2 separate regions of the Ovis aries genome follow, and region 1 is linked to region 2. A link is a contact called in public Hi-C data. All regions are on one chromosome and are shown on one strand. Each heading gives the region's core, a stretch centred on a gene start, on an enhancer-like site or on the middle of the called end of the contact. The rest is flanking DNA. Distances are from core to core; before and after follow the strand shown. Region 1 overlaps RIN3 (Ras and Rab interactor 3). Region 2 overlaps SLC24A4 (solute carrier family 24 member 4).

What was found. Hi-C and Micro-C count contacts between places; a contact is called where the count stands out from the background.
Region 1: a contact with region 2 is called in a Hi-C map of hypothalamus, with 2.3 times the contacts expected there. The contact joins two enhancer-like sites. A contact is called at or near these places in 6 of 16 Hi-C or Micro-C datasets (blood, hypothalamus, muscle and 3 more).

Annotation. Positions count from the first base shown.
Region 1 is chr18:55,132,757-55,139,609 of ARS-UI_Ramb_v3.0, forward strand. All of the region lies in intron 3 of RIN3 (Ras and Rab interactor 3), which reads left to right. Among named protein-coding and RNA genes, the nearest start is that of TRNAY-GUA, 58 kb to the right of the region's middle. Within about 2 kb of position 1,710, at least 17 of the 54 cell types and tissues checked have an H3K27ac peak or open chromatin away from gene starts, as enhancers often do. A contact at or near this core is called in hypothalamus, where this site is marked.
Region 2 is chr18:54,968,730-54,975,358 of ARS-UI_Ramb_v3.0, forward strand. SLC24A4 (solute carrier family 24 member 4) reads left to right here. Exons shown (of 17, transcript XM_004017956.5): 5 at 31-115; 6 at 645-748; 7 at 1,564-1,638; 8 at 4,383-4,408. Among named protein-coding and RNA genes, the nearest start is that of TRNAY-GUA, 45 kb to the right of the region's middle. Within about 2 kb of position 3,677, at least 11 of the 54 cell types and tissues checked have an H3K27ac peak or open chromatin away from gene starts, as enhancers often do. A contact at or near this core is called in hypothalamus, where this site is marked.

The DNA.
Region 1 (6,853 bases), core at 460-2,959, 160 kb after region 2:
CTCGCTTTCCAGAAGCTTTGGGCCAGCGTCAGGCCCGTGAACACATCGTGGTGTGGGGAAATCGCGCTCTCAAGCGGAGTGTGTGTCCAGTGCTGGGCCAGAGGGAGAGGAGCTTGTTCTGCCCAGGAAGCCGTCTCCGAGGGGAACCCAGGGCCGGCCGAGTGACAGAGGTGGGGATGTGTGGTCCATGGGAAGGTGTCCCTGCTAGCTGATGGGTGAAGTCGGCACACTCAGTGTAGGTATGAAGCCCTGGCATGCCCCTCCACCCTGCCATATATCACTTCTGCTGAGCAAAAGGTGTCTCATACACCAGGCTCCTGGGGCTGATGACAGCTGGTCATCATGACTGGGGCTGTGCCCTCAGTCCAGTTACTTAAGCTCTCTGAGCCTTGGCTTAATTTGCTTATAATATGAAAATAGTGGAGTTATGATAGTTAGAAATACAGAGGCTAGCACATAATAGGCATGTGGTAAATAGTAGATGATGTTATTGTTATTAAAACTTTGAAAATGATAACCCTCTATTACTAATCAGGAAGCTCAAATCTGGACAAAACCCACACTGTGAAGTTGGGAGAAGGAGGCAGAACAGCACCAGTCCAGGCTTAGAATCTAGAGTCCAGAGAGTGTCCGAATCGAACTCTAGGAAACACCCAGGCTAACCCTCTCTCATCAGATGATAATGTGCCTTCTCTGGACTTCTGTTTCCCTGTCTGTGCGATGAGGGAGGTTAGACAAGAGCTGTCTCTAAGAGCCCTTCTGTTCTGGCCTTCAGTGGTTCCCCATCCATTGAGAGGCAAACTTACAGGTACTTGGATCTAGTCTGAGCAAACTAGGGGTCTGGTAGAGAACTAAGTAAGAAGGCATTGGTGCCTTTTTCACCCTAAAATTCTTAAGATGAAATCAAGAGGAGATGGCTCCTTATGCCAAGAACAGCCAGCAAAGATGGCTGTGACTCATACCCAGGGCTGCCATGGACAGTTGCCCAGCTTGTGCACTGCCCAAAAGTGCCTGGTAGGATTAAATCCAGCTGGTGTTCTGCTTGTCCGGTTGTGTAGTTTTCTGCAGGGCTGCAGCCACCTGGAGGAAGAGGCCCTTCTTTGCTCCCTAGCCAGACCCTGCAAGGGGTCACTGGGAGCATGTGGAAATGGCCCCTGCTTGGACCCCCGGCCATGGCTGCTGGGTCCTCCCCTGTCCCTTTCCCACTGCCTCTAGTTAAAGGTGCACTGGGCAACGGCTTGCTGTGCCCTGCATCTCGTCCTGCCCTGGGAGTCCATATTTGATGGGGGAGACTGAGGGCTCAGAAACGATGATCTTACACTGAGGCTTCAGGGTTGCTTAGGACTTTACAGAGGGCAGGCCGGTGAATAGACGAGTGAAAGGACTCCAGGGCCAGCTAGTGAACCAGGGGCCAAGATGCCCACCCTGGACCATCAGTAACAGCCAGGGAGACAGAAAGGAAACAGTTTGGGGCACATTTGCTGATCAGTGTCCTCTCCCAGGTCCCTGAGCCTTAACTTGCCTCCCACCTACTCCCCCCTAGACCTCCCAGACCTCTGTGTTACCTGTGGGGGAGAGGCTGCTAGTCTTCACTCACGGCCTATCTGCGCGTTACCGCCACTTAGCCTCTGCACAGCAGGTGCAGGGCCTGGGAGGGCCTCGGTTACTCAAATCTTCCCTTGGCTGTTAGAGAAAGCAAGTTTCAGAGACTCGAAGGCTTTGGTCTCTGGGCCCATGGTGGGTGGAACCAGGAGCTCAGGCCTGGTCAGTACCGTAGGGGTTTGGGCTTTTTCTGGAGTGGAACAGGCATTTGCCCCACTCTGTGCTTCCGTCCTTGTCTATCGGGCATTGAATCTGCTCAGACCACAGGAGATCAGCCGCCCGGCACAGGACTGTTTGTTCTCGCTTCTCTGGACAGCTCTGCCCTCTGCTGGAGCCAGAGCTTCCGGCAGCCCTAGTCCAACAGCCCCTTCCTTCTGGAGGGGACAGGGCCGTTCTCTAGCTTCATGGGTGACCCAGATGCACTGCGGCAGCATCTGGAAGCAAGTGGTGCTGAAGCTGGGCCTGGAACCACAAGGTCCTCTGGATGCCAGAGAAATTGCCACTCTCCTTAGTTCCACCCCTGGGAACAGGGCAAGGAGTTCTCAGCTAACAAAGAAGATTGGGCCTGATGATAGTATGAAATAGTCTTTTTCCTCCTCTGTCACGTACTGTCTAGCTCATGGTTCCCATGGCAACCGTGGGGTTGCTGGGCAGCAGAGGTCCCTCTAGCCAGAAGGCAACTGTGTGAACTTCCAGCTGGGGAAGGCGCTGATGGGGGTGGGAGGGACACCTGAAAGAATGTGGGCATGGTCACAGCAGGTGACCCGCTCCCCCCCGCACCCCCCCCACCTTCCTGTTCCAATTAGAACCACTCCCCAGCCTCTGGTCATGTTGGCTTTTTATTGGACCCAGCTTGGAGATCTAGGATCCCTTTCAGGAAGCAGGATCAGAATCTATTAGAATCTGTCTGGCAACCCTTTCAGGTGTTAGATTTCAGAGAAGGTAGGCTCTGCAGTGTCACAGAAGTCTTTGAGGTGGGGGCCACTTCCCGGGCCCACCCAGATTCCCCCAGCCACTGAGGCCTTGATACCTACAGGGCTTTTTCTTAGATAAAAATCAATGAATATCCCTCCCACCCTTACCCAACCACATTTGCAATCTTCAAAAAAGAATGAGCTGGCTGTATTGAACCTCTCCCCCTCAGGAGGGAGTTTCAGATAAGTCCTGTGGCCTAAACCATTGGCAAATTCCCCATCACCCTGCTCACTGCCAGGCATCCTCTCAATTTCTAAATCTATTTCCCCTGATTTCTACAGAGTGCGAGCATGATAAATATTTGTCAATGGTTGAATACATAATGTCCTAGCTGAAGAGTAACTCGGACTCAGCCCTTCCAATGAGGGTCATACCTGGAAATTTATTAACGACTCCTGTTGTCAAAAGGAATGTGTTTGAACAGAGATCTCTTAGGTTGACAAGGCCATCTGCCAACAGGGAAGACAGTTTACATTTCCTGAGTAATCTGTACATTTCACAGTGTTAATAACCTTGGCAAGGTGTATATTCATTCTTTTTGTGATGATGATCTTTTCCTCATCAGAGCCCAGGGTAAAGCTTAAGTGAACAGATGCTCACCTTTACTCTCCAGTAAAGACGAATCAGACTCTAAACAAGGCACCTGCCAACAGCCATCTCTTTTTAAAAAGAACATGCTGGAGAAGGGGTTCTCACTTGTCAGTTTCATTCACCTTAGTCACTGGGAGCGTGTGGTAAAATTAAGCCAGGTGTGGCTGAGGTTTACCTTTGGACCAACTATGAAGCAAATGCTTGCACAGGAACTTAAGAGTAAGATGGCACCAGGGACTTTGGTCTAGAGAAGAATAATAGCTGGTTAAAGACCCCCTCATACCTTAATTATAATAATTTGTGGTGGTGGTTAAATTGCTGACTTGTATCCGAATCTTTGTGACCCTCTGGACTATAGCCTGTCAGGCTCCTCTGTCCACGGGATTTCCCGGGCAAGAATACTGAAGCGAGTTCCCACTTCCTTCTCCAGGGAATCTTCCTGACCCAGGGATTGAACCCGCGTCTCCTGCATTGGCAGGTGGGTTCTTTACCACCGAGCCACCAGGGAGGCCCTAATTATAACAGTAGATACTACCAAATGCGAAGACGAGTTGCGAGCTCATTAAAGCAGGTGGACATATAACTATTGAATTATTTATGTGACACCATATGAGTGCCTACTATTTCACAGATTTGGACAGTATTCTTTTTTTTTTTCACTCAAATAAATATTTGAAAGACCCTGTTCAAGGATGAAAAGACAAGTTACAACTGGGAGAAAATATTTGCAAATCACACATCTGACAAAGGCTTTGTATCTAGATCAGATAAGAACTCTCAAAACTCAACAATAAGGAACAAGTAACCCAAATAAAAATGAGCAAAGGATCTGAATAGACATTTTTCCAAATTCCATATGCAAATAGCCAATAAACCCATGAAAATATGCTTGACGTCATGAATCCTTGCGGAAATGCAAATCAAAACCACAGTGAGGGATATGTGTATATGTATGGCTGAGTTCCCTTCTCTGTTCACCTGAAACTATCACATTGTTAGTCAGCTATATACCCCAATACAAAATAAGTAAAAAACAAAAACAGTGAGATATCATTTCACACCTGCTAAGATGATTCTAATCAGTAACAGAAAAAGTACTAGCAAAGGTGTGGAGAAACTTATTTTTTAAATTTAAATTTATTTTTAAAACATTTTAAATTAAAAAAATGTTTAAACTTATTTTTTAAATTTAAATAAATTTTAATTTTAAACTTTGTTTAAATAAATCTAAACAAACATTATGTGTTTATTTTTGTCTGCACCGGGTCTTCATTGCTGTTCATGGGCCTTCTATGGTTGCAACAAGTGGGGGCTACTCTCTAGTTGAAGTGCGTGGGCTTCTCATTGCGATGGCTTCTCTTGTTGCGAGCACAGACTCTAGGGCGTGTGGGCTTTACTAGTTGCAGCTCGGGGGCTCCGTAGTTGTGGCATACAGGCTTAGTTGCCCTGAGCCATGTGGAAACTTCCTGGGCCAGGGATAGAATCTATGTCCCCTGCATTGGCAGGTGGATTCTTGACCACTGGACCACCAGGGAATGAACGCCTGTGGAGAAGCTTAAACATCGCGAGTGGAAATGTTAAGTGGTGCAATTGCTTTGAAAAACACTCCACCGGTTTCTTAAACATGTAGAGTGACTGTGCGTGCTATGTGCATGCTCCATCAGTCAGTGTGTCTGGCTCTTTACAAACACATGGACTGTAGCCTGCCAGGCTTCTCTGTCCATGGACTTTTCTAGGCAGGAATACTGGAGTGGGTTGCCATTTCCTCCTCCAGGGGATCTTCCTGACCCAGGGATGGAACCCACATCTCCTGCGGCTCCTGCATCGTAGCCAGATTCTTTACCACGAGCCACTGGGGAAGCCGTAGAGTTACTGTCAGGCAGTCAGTCCAGTCGCTCAGTTGTGTCCGACTCTCCGCGACCCCATGGACCGCAGCACGCCAGGCCTCCCTGTCCATCACCAGCTCCCGGAGTTCACCCAAACTCATCTGCATCGAGTCAGTGATGCCATCCAGCCATCTCATCCTCTGTCGTCCCCTTCTCCTCCTGCTCCCAATCCCTCCCAGCATCAGAGTCTTTTCCAGTGAGTCAACTCTTCGCGTGAGGTGGCCAAAGTATTGGAGTTTCAGCCTCAACATCAGTCCTTCCAAAGAACACCCAGGATTGATCTCCTTTAGGATGGACTGGTTGGATCTCCTTGCAGTCCAAGGGACGCTCAAGAGTCTTCTCCAGCACCACATTTCAAAAGCATCAATTCTTCGGCGCTCAGCTTTCTTTACAGTCCAACTCTCACATCCATATATGACCACTGGAAAACCATAGCCTTGACAAGATGGACCTTTGTTGGCAAAGTAATATATCTGCTTTTTAATATGCTATGTAGGTTGGTCATAACTTTCCTTCCAAGGAGTAAGCGTCTTTTAATTTCATGGCTGCAATCACCATCTGCAGTGATTCTGGAGCCCCCAAAAATAAAGTCAGCCACTGTTTTCCCACCTGTTTGCCATGAAGTGATGGGACCAGATGCCATGATCTTAGTTTTCTGGATGTTGAGCTTTAAGCCAACTTTTTCACTCTCCTCGTTCACTTTCATCAAGAGGCTTTTTAGTTCCTCTTCACTTTCTGCCATAAGGGTGGTGTCATCTGCATATCTGAGGTTATTGATATTTCTCCCGGCAATCTTGATTCCAGCTTGTGCTTCCTTCAGCCCAGTGTTTCTCATGATGTACTCTGCATAGAAGTTAAATAAGCAGGGTGACAATAGACAGCCTTGACATACTCCTTTTCCTATTTGGAACCAGTCTGTTGTTCCATGTCCATTTCTAACTATTGCTTCCTGACCTGCATATAGGTTTCTGAAGAGGCAGGTCAGGTGGTCTGGTATTCCCATCTCTTCCAGAATTTTCCACAGTTTATTGTGATCCACACAGTCAAAGGCTTTGGCATAGTCAATAAAGCAGAAATAGATGTTTTTCTGGAACTCTCCTGCTTTTTCAATGATCCAGCGAATGTTGGCAATTTGATCTCTGGTTCCTCTGCCTTTTCTAAAACCAGCTTGAACTTCTGGAAGTTCACGGTTCACATATTACTGAAGCCCAGCTTGGAGAATTTTGAGCATTACTTTACTAGTGTGTGAGATGAGTGCAATTGTGTGGTAGTTTGAGCATTCTTTGGCATTGCCTTTCTTTGGGATTGGAATGAAAACTGACCTTTTCCAGTCCTGTGGCCACTGCTGAGTTTTCCAAATTTGCTGGCATGTTGAGTGCAGCACTTTCACAGCATCATCTTTCAGGATTTGTAGGATCTAGCAATTCCACTTCTAGGCATACACTCAAGATATGCAAACATATGTCCACGTGAAAATTTGTACACAAATGCCAAGAGCAGTATTATTTGTAGTAACCAAGGAGTGGAAACAACCCAAATATCTGTCAGTGATGAATGGATAAAGAGTGTGGTATATCCATCTAAGAGAATACAATCAGACATAGAGAGGAGTAAAGTGCCACTGATGGCACAGGCAGTGCCACTCAGTTCTCTCTAATGACCTACATGGGAAAGAATCCGGAAAAGAGTGGATTTAAGTATTTATGTACAGCAGAAACTAACGCAACAATGTAAATCACTGTAGGTGCCCAGTCGCTCAGTCGTGTCCCAGCTCTTTGTGGCCGCATGAACTGTAGCCT
Region 2 (6,629 bases), core at 2,427-4,926:
CCTGAGGGTCTGCGGTCACTTCTGTTTCAGAAACTCCATCTGAGCGAAGATGTGGCTGGAGCCACCTTCATGGCTGCGGGAAGCTCAACACCAGAGCTGTTTGCCTCTGTCATTGGTAAGAAATCCTATCAGCTTGAGACACGGGATATTAGGAAGAACCCAGGTTGGGTGCCCAGACTCTTGTGGGCATGTTTTTTCAGCTCTGAGTGTCAGCTTTCTCATCTGTAAAATGGGAGACGTGGAGAGAAAGTGAATTAGTGGTTCCCTGGGGTGTGGGGTGGAGTAGGGTACTCACAGGTATGGGGTTTTTTTTGAGGTGATAAAAACGTTCTAAAATTAGATTGCAGTGATGATTGTATAATTCTGGCTATACCAGAAAATGCTAAAGTGATATTTTAAATGGGTAAATTTTACAACATGTGAATTATCAATAAAGCTGTTCCCAAAAATGGGAGGATTGGTGTAGCAGGCCCCTAATGACTCTTCTATCTCTGGTTTTGTCGTTCTCACCAGCATCTCGGGTGTTCCCTGGTAGTAAGAACAAGTCCTGTCCATTCATGGGGTGGGGGACACGGAACCAGCCAGGGTCTGAGGAAGGGGCAGGCCTGGGCTTGCACATGAGATTGGCGCCTCTCTCTTCCCAGGCGTGTTCATCACCCACGGAGATGTCGGGGTCGGGACCATTGTGGGCTCTGCTGTGTTCAATATCCTGTGTATAATCGGAGTTTGTGGATTATTCGCAGGGCAGGTCAGTGGTGTCTCTCTTCTCATGAAATGGCATAGGGATAGCGTGGGAGAGACCCAAGGCCCAGCCTTAGCCATGCGTATAACTCCATGTGGCTTTGAGTGGGGGTGTCCCCTCCAGGCCCCTTTCCTTGTATGTAACACGGGTGTCCTGTGTTCCTTCCACCCATGGGTCTGAGAGCAGAAACACGTCAGCTGCCCCCTTGGCTGGTCTTGGGGGTGGGTTGTGGGGCGTTTATTTGACAGCAGTAAATATTTAAGGAGTGTTTCCTGTAACCCTGACCATGAACTAGACTCTGGACTTACTTGGGGCCTGTCTTCTGCCTCCCTGTGGGTGCGTGAAGCTGGCTTGCTGATTTCCCAGCACATCTTCCTGATCCTTGGAGCCACAGGGGGACATTAGACTTGACCTCAGAGAGTCGGGCTCATGGAAAGCTCTTTCTGGCCAAGGGAGGTAGAAGGAGGTGGCCAGTCACCCCCAGAAAGTTCTAGTGCTGAGAGAAGAGTGAGTGTCTCTGGCCTCCCCGGCCACATGGCTTGTCCTGGGATACGTGCCACATGGTCACCGTGAAGGAGCAGGGGGCAGCTTTGTCATTACTTATGAATGCGAACCCACTGTCCTCTGTCCCCAAATATGACCAAGAGAGTGAGGTGCCTGGAGCAGCCAGACACGCTGTGGTCCTGGTGGACAGTTAAGATGAGCTCCGAGGGCATGTGTCTGCAGCTGCAGGGGTCTGGGGGCAATGGGACACCCCCCCAGCTGTGTCCCCCATACCCCGTCTCCCCAGCTGGTGACGCTAATGGCCCTTTGCTCGGCAGGTGGTCCGTCTGACATGGTGGGCCGTGTGCCGAGACTCCGTGTACTACACCCTGTCTGTCATCGTGCTCATTGCCGTGAGTTAACGCGCCCTCCCCCCGCCCCACTGTCCTGTCCCTGGCACTAGGACCAGAGAACCCACGGCATCCCACCCTGGGGTGTGCTGGCCACTCACTGTGGTCGTGTTGACCTATTCCCCTCCACGGTGCTTCCCTGTCCCGAAAACCTCATACCTGATGCCTTGGTTATCAAGCACATCCAGGTACCACCTTGAGGGCAGAAAGGCCTTGAAAAAACTAAAGCAGGCGTTATGTGGTTGATGCAGTTAAGGTTAAGAACGTGCTCATCAGAGGCCTCGAGACCCTCACTTAGAGCCAGTTTCCTAAGGAGCACAGTTTCTGGTTTCCTAGCTCACTACAGAGCTGGGAAGAGAGAGACCAGCTGGGAGCCCTCAGGGTAGGCAGCTGGGAGCAAGGATGTGTGCAGAAAAGGCAGAGGGCCTGAAACAGGGACCACTGAGGGCTGGGGTGACATCATGCATAACATGTGACAGCGATACAGCAGTGAAGCCCATGATGCAGGTTACTGCCGAGGACCATGCCGTCCACAGGGGAGCAGTTTCCATCCAAGAGGAGCTTTCAAGTGACTGCATGAGGGCAGGTCATATCAAGAGGGCAGATGCGTGTGGCATGCCGAGATCTCAGAGTATGAAATGTATTCTGGAATAGTTCTCCCCCTAAGGACATCTAGAGCCAACTGGATTTGATAACCATGATCTTTGTATTAGTTAGCTATTGCCATGTAACAAATTTCCCTCAACACTCAGCAGCTTAAGACAGCAAACATTTATTGCCCCCTTTTTCTATGGATCAAATCTGGGAGTGGCTTAGCCAAGCCCTCTGGCTGAGGATGTCTCATCGGTGTACTCACCAGCCAGAATAGAGTTATGTCAAGGCTCCCCTGGGCAACAATCTGCTTTTAAGATCCCTCGTGAGGCAGTGGGCAGGCCTAAGGCTTGTCCATAGAACAGCTCACATCACTGGGGACTGCTTCCCCTCCCAGCAAGGGCGAGGAGGTGCCAAGATGGAAGCCACTGTCTGTTTGTAACCGAATCTCGGACGTGACAGCCATCACTTTTGCCATATTCTGTTAGGAGAAGATCCCTAAGATCAGGCCACATATACAAGGGAGACTGCCCACCACACCCCCAAAAATGAAAGTTAGAGGTAAAACAATTTACCTATATACAATTTTACCAAATCAGCATAATGCCCAAAAGCATATCATAAAAGACAAAAGTAATTCATAATAAAAGAATACATCTAGTGTGTAACTATTTGGGCAGGAAGATGCTGGAATGCTGAGTGATATAATCTGTTGACCTCATACAGGAAGTCTGCAGGCCCTATGGGTGCCAGTGCAGGCTAATATGCTGGACTGGCCACCCTGTGAATGGTGTTGACATTGATGATGGGATTTTCTGAAACTGTGAATGACTTCTGATAAAATCCTAAACTGAGCCAAGTACAGTCATCCCTCTCCACTTGTGTGATAGCTAACTCACTAGAAAATTAAGTATTTATTAAAACTGTGTAAAAATACTTTGATTTATAAAATGGAGTTAAGTTCAAAGCTCAGGTCATTTTTTTTGCTGCTGGCTTAAATAGCTAGCAGGACATTTAAGATGTGTGTCAAATATGGATAACTCCTCTGGGAGAAAGATTTTACATGTTCGAGATTGACTGATGTGCTTGGTCTTCACCCTCTAAATGCCAGTAGCCTTCCACTGGGTCATAAAAAACTGACACTGTCCCCATACATGTCCCCCAAGTTCCCCAGATGGTGATACCAGGCTCCCCTCTGTTGATGTGATACCAGGCTCCCCTCTGCCTCTTCCTCAGAGCCTTGAGACTGGGGAGCCTCAGCTGTGCCCAGCCAGGATGACCCTGTCCGAGTGGCCTCCCAAAGCAGATCCTGTGTGTGCTGCCTGCCTGACAACCAGCAGAGGGTGCAGTGGGCCCAAATCCAGACTGCAGCCCGTGGCCTGTCCTGGCCTTGTGTGTAGGGACCCCGATGTCTCCAAGATCTGATTGGTGGGCATAACCCCCTCCTGTGTGCACTGGGCCTGGCTGGGGCAGTCACAGGATGCCTCCCAGCACCACAAAGGCATCATTTGTCTGCATCCCACATAGGGGATGCTGGGTGGAGTTGTTGGGCAATGTCAGTGCCCTCTTATGAAGCTGTGGCAACCTCACCATCACCCTTGGCCTCCCTTCAAGTGGTACAAGTGGGTCCTTTGTCCTCAGAGCTTCCAAAGGGCTTATTCTTTATTTTAAGACAATGACACCCTTTCCTCCCCACCTACCCCACCCTACCCCATCCTACTCCACACAGAAGTACCAAAGATGGAGGGAGGAATAGATAGATAGATAAATAGAAAGATAGATAGATATGCAAGCGCAAACATACATACAGAGATACCTTTTCAGTTTTTAAGATTCTTGATTTCAGCAACCTTATTCCATTAATGAGGGCAGACCCCTGCAGATGGGCCCCCATGGCTACTTGGATTATCAGAAGGCCAGACCAGTTCTCTTTGGAGACCCACACTAGGCCTCATCCTGCAGCATCTGCAGACCAAGGTTTCCACTAAGGAAGGGTCACTTCTACGTTTGAGAAACCCATACCCAAAGAGAGGTGCCAGCTTTCTGTGAAAATCAGAGCAAGCTGGTGTGTGTCACCTCACGGTACTTAGGGGCCTTGTTTGTTCTTCTTTTGGAGTAAATCTGTCCCCCCATTCTTGTTTCTTTTGCCTTCCCAGTTCATATATGATGAAGAAATTGTGTGGTAAGTTTTAAACATTTGTTTCTTTTTCATTTTTCAGTAGTATCCTTGTTTGTTGGGTTCACTGCATCTTTTTAAAAATTAATTTTACAAACATAAGAACTTGTGAAATTAGAAAAGGCTATCATTCTTTTGTAATATTTATTTATTCTTGGCTGTATAGAGTCTTAGTTGCAGTATACAGAATCTTCCTTGCAGGGCGCAGGCTTCTCTCTACTTGTGGCGTGGCCCCAGAGTGCATGGGCTCTCTAGTTGTGGTGCATGGGCTGAATTGCCTGTGATATGTGGGATCTTAGTTCCCCAACAATGGATGGAATCTACATCCGCTGCATTGGAAGGTGACTTCTTAACCACTGGGCCACCAGGGACATCCCAAAAAGGGTATCATTCTAAGCAGTCATACTTTTATCTATCCTTTCAGTGACAGATTGTTTTCCTTAATATTCCCACCCTGCTAGATAGCAAGATATTTTATAAAGCTAAAATAATGAAAACAGTATGATGTATTGCACAGGAATAAACATGGGCCAATATGGAATATGGAACCGAGAATGCAGTAATGGGCCCAGTTCTGGGATGGGGCATCAGGACAAGGCAGAGAGATGGGGATGGGGAAGGGGGCAGCCTCAGATGCTGCAAAAACAAGGAATCCATGTAGAATCCCTCACACCTAATGTAAGAATAAATCCCAGATGAATTCAAGATTTTGCTGCAAAAAGCAAAATTAAAGAGTTTTAGGGTAGAATATAAAACTCATCTTTATGACACAGAGGTTGGACATGATTTCTTAATTAAGATACAAAAGGCACAAACTTCTAAAGAGAAGGTTGATATTTCCACTCTAACCTTTAAGGCATGAATGCATTGGGTTGGCCAAAAAGTTCATTCAGATTCCCCCATGATGTTGTTGTTATTGTTCAGTCACTAAGTCATGTCTGACTCTTTGCAACCCCATGGACTATAGCACGCCAGGCTTATCTGTCCATCACTATCTCCCTGAGTTTTCTCAAACTCATGTCCATTGAGTCAGTGATGCCATCCAGCCATCTCATCCCGTCGCCCCCTTCACCTCTTGCCCTCCATTTTCCCCAGCATCAGCGTCTCTTCCAATGAGTTAGCTGTTCGCATCAGGTGGCCAAAGTATTGGAGCTTCACCATCACATCGTATTTTCCATAATATGTTATGGTAAAAACCCGAGCAAACTTTTTGGCCAACCCAATACCTTCCACAAGCCGTAAAAACATTCTCTTCGTTGACAGTGATTGAGACCTGTATCCTGCATGTGACTATTTGTGGGAATGTATTCATGAGCAGCTGCATGCTTGGGGACCAGAGCATGCTGGTTCTACCCCACCTGTGAGCCAGAAAGTCTCTTTCCTCTGGGTCTCCTCTTCCTCACCTGTAGACGGAGTTCTGAGGCGGTGGTCAGATCATCGACAAACCCCTTTGTCACTCTGCTGGGCTCTGGACTCTGTCAGCAGAGGAAGAGCTCCCCAAAATGACTACAGCTCATGTTGGGCACTTAGTAGGTCTTCAGGACACATTCCTCAGATGACCCAACAAGTTAAGCCATGGGACTGCCCAGAGGCTTGTGTTCTGAACTACAGAAATCCCTACCACGTGTGGAGTTGGATGCTGCTTCTGCAGGACAGGAAGAGTGTACCCCAGAAAGACCTCCACCCCACCGGCCCCCACCTCGTGTTCTACCCAAGAGGCTACTGTGCCCGGCCTGTCTCTTCAGGCAGTTCTTAGGGCACCTTCCCACCTGCACCCCCAGCTCCTCTGGTCTCTGGCCAGAATCTCGCGTGACCGCAGGGCCCTTTAGGGTCAAGTCTGCATGACCCCTGGAAACTCCCCTCCCTTCCCTGGGATGAGGTGCTGTGCTTAGTCACTCAGTCATGTCTGACTCTTTGTGACCCCATGAACTATAGCCCCCCAGGCTTTTCTGCACATAGGGATTCTCCAGGCAAGAATACTGGAGTGGGTTGCCTTTCCCTTCTCCAGGGCATCTTCCCAACCCAGGAATCGAACCCATGTCTCCCATATTGCGGGTGGATTCTTTACCATCTGAGCCACCAGGGAAGCCCAAGAATACTGGAGTGGGTATTAATACTGGAGTGGTATCCCTTTTCCAGAGGATCTTCCTGACCCAGGAATTGAACCAGGGTCTCCTGCATTGCAGGCAGATTCTTTACCAGCTGAGCTAGCAGGGAAGCCCTGGGA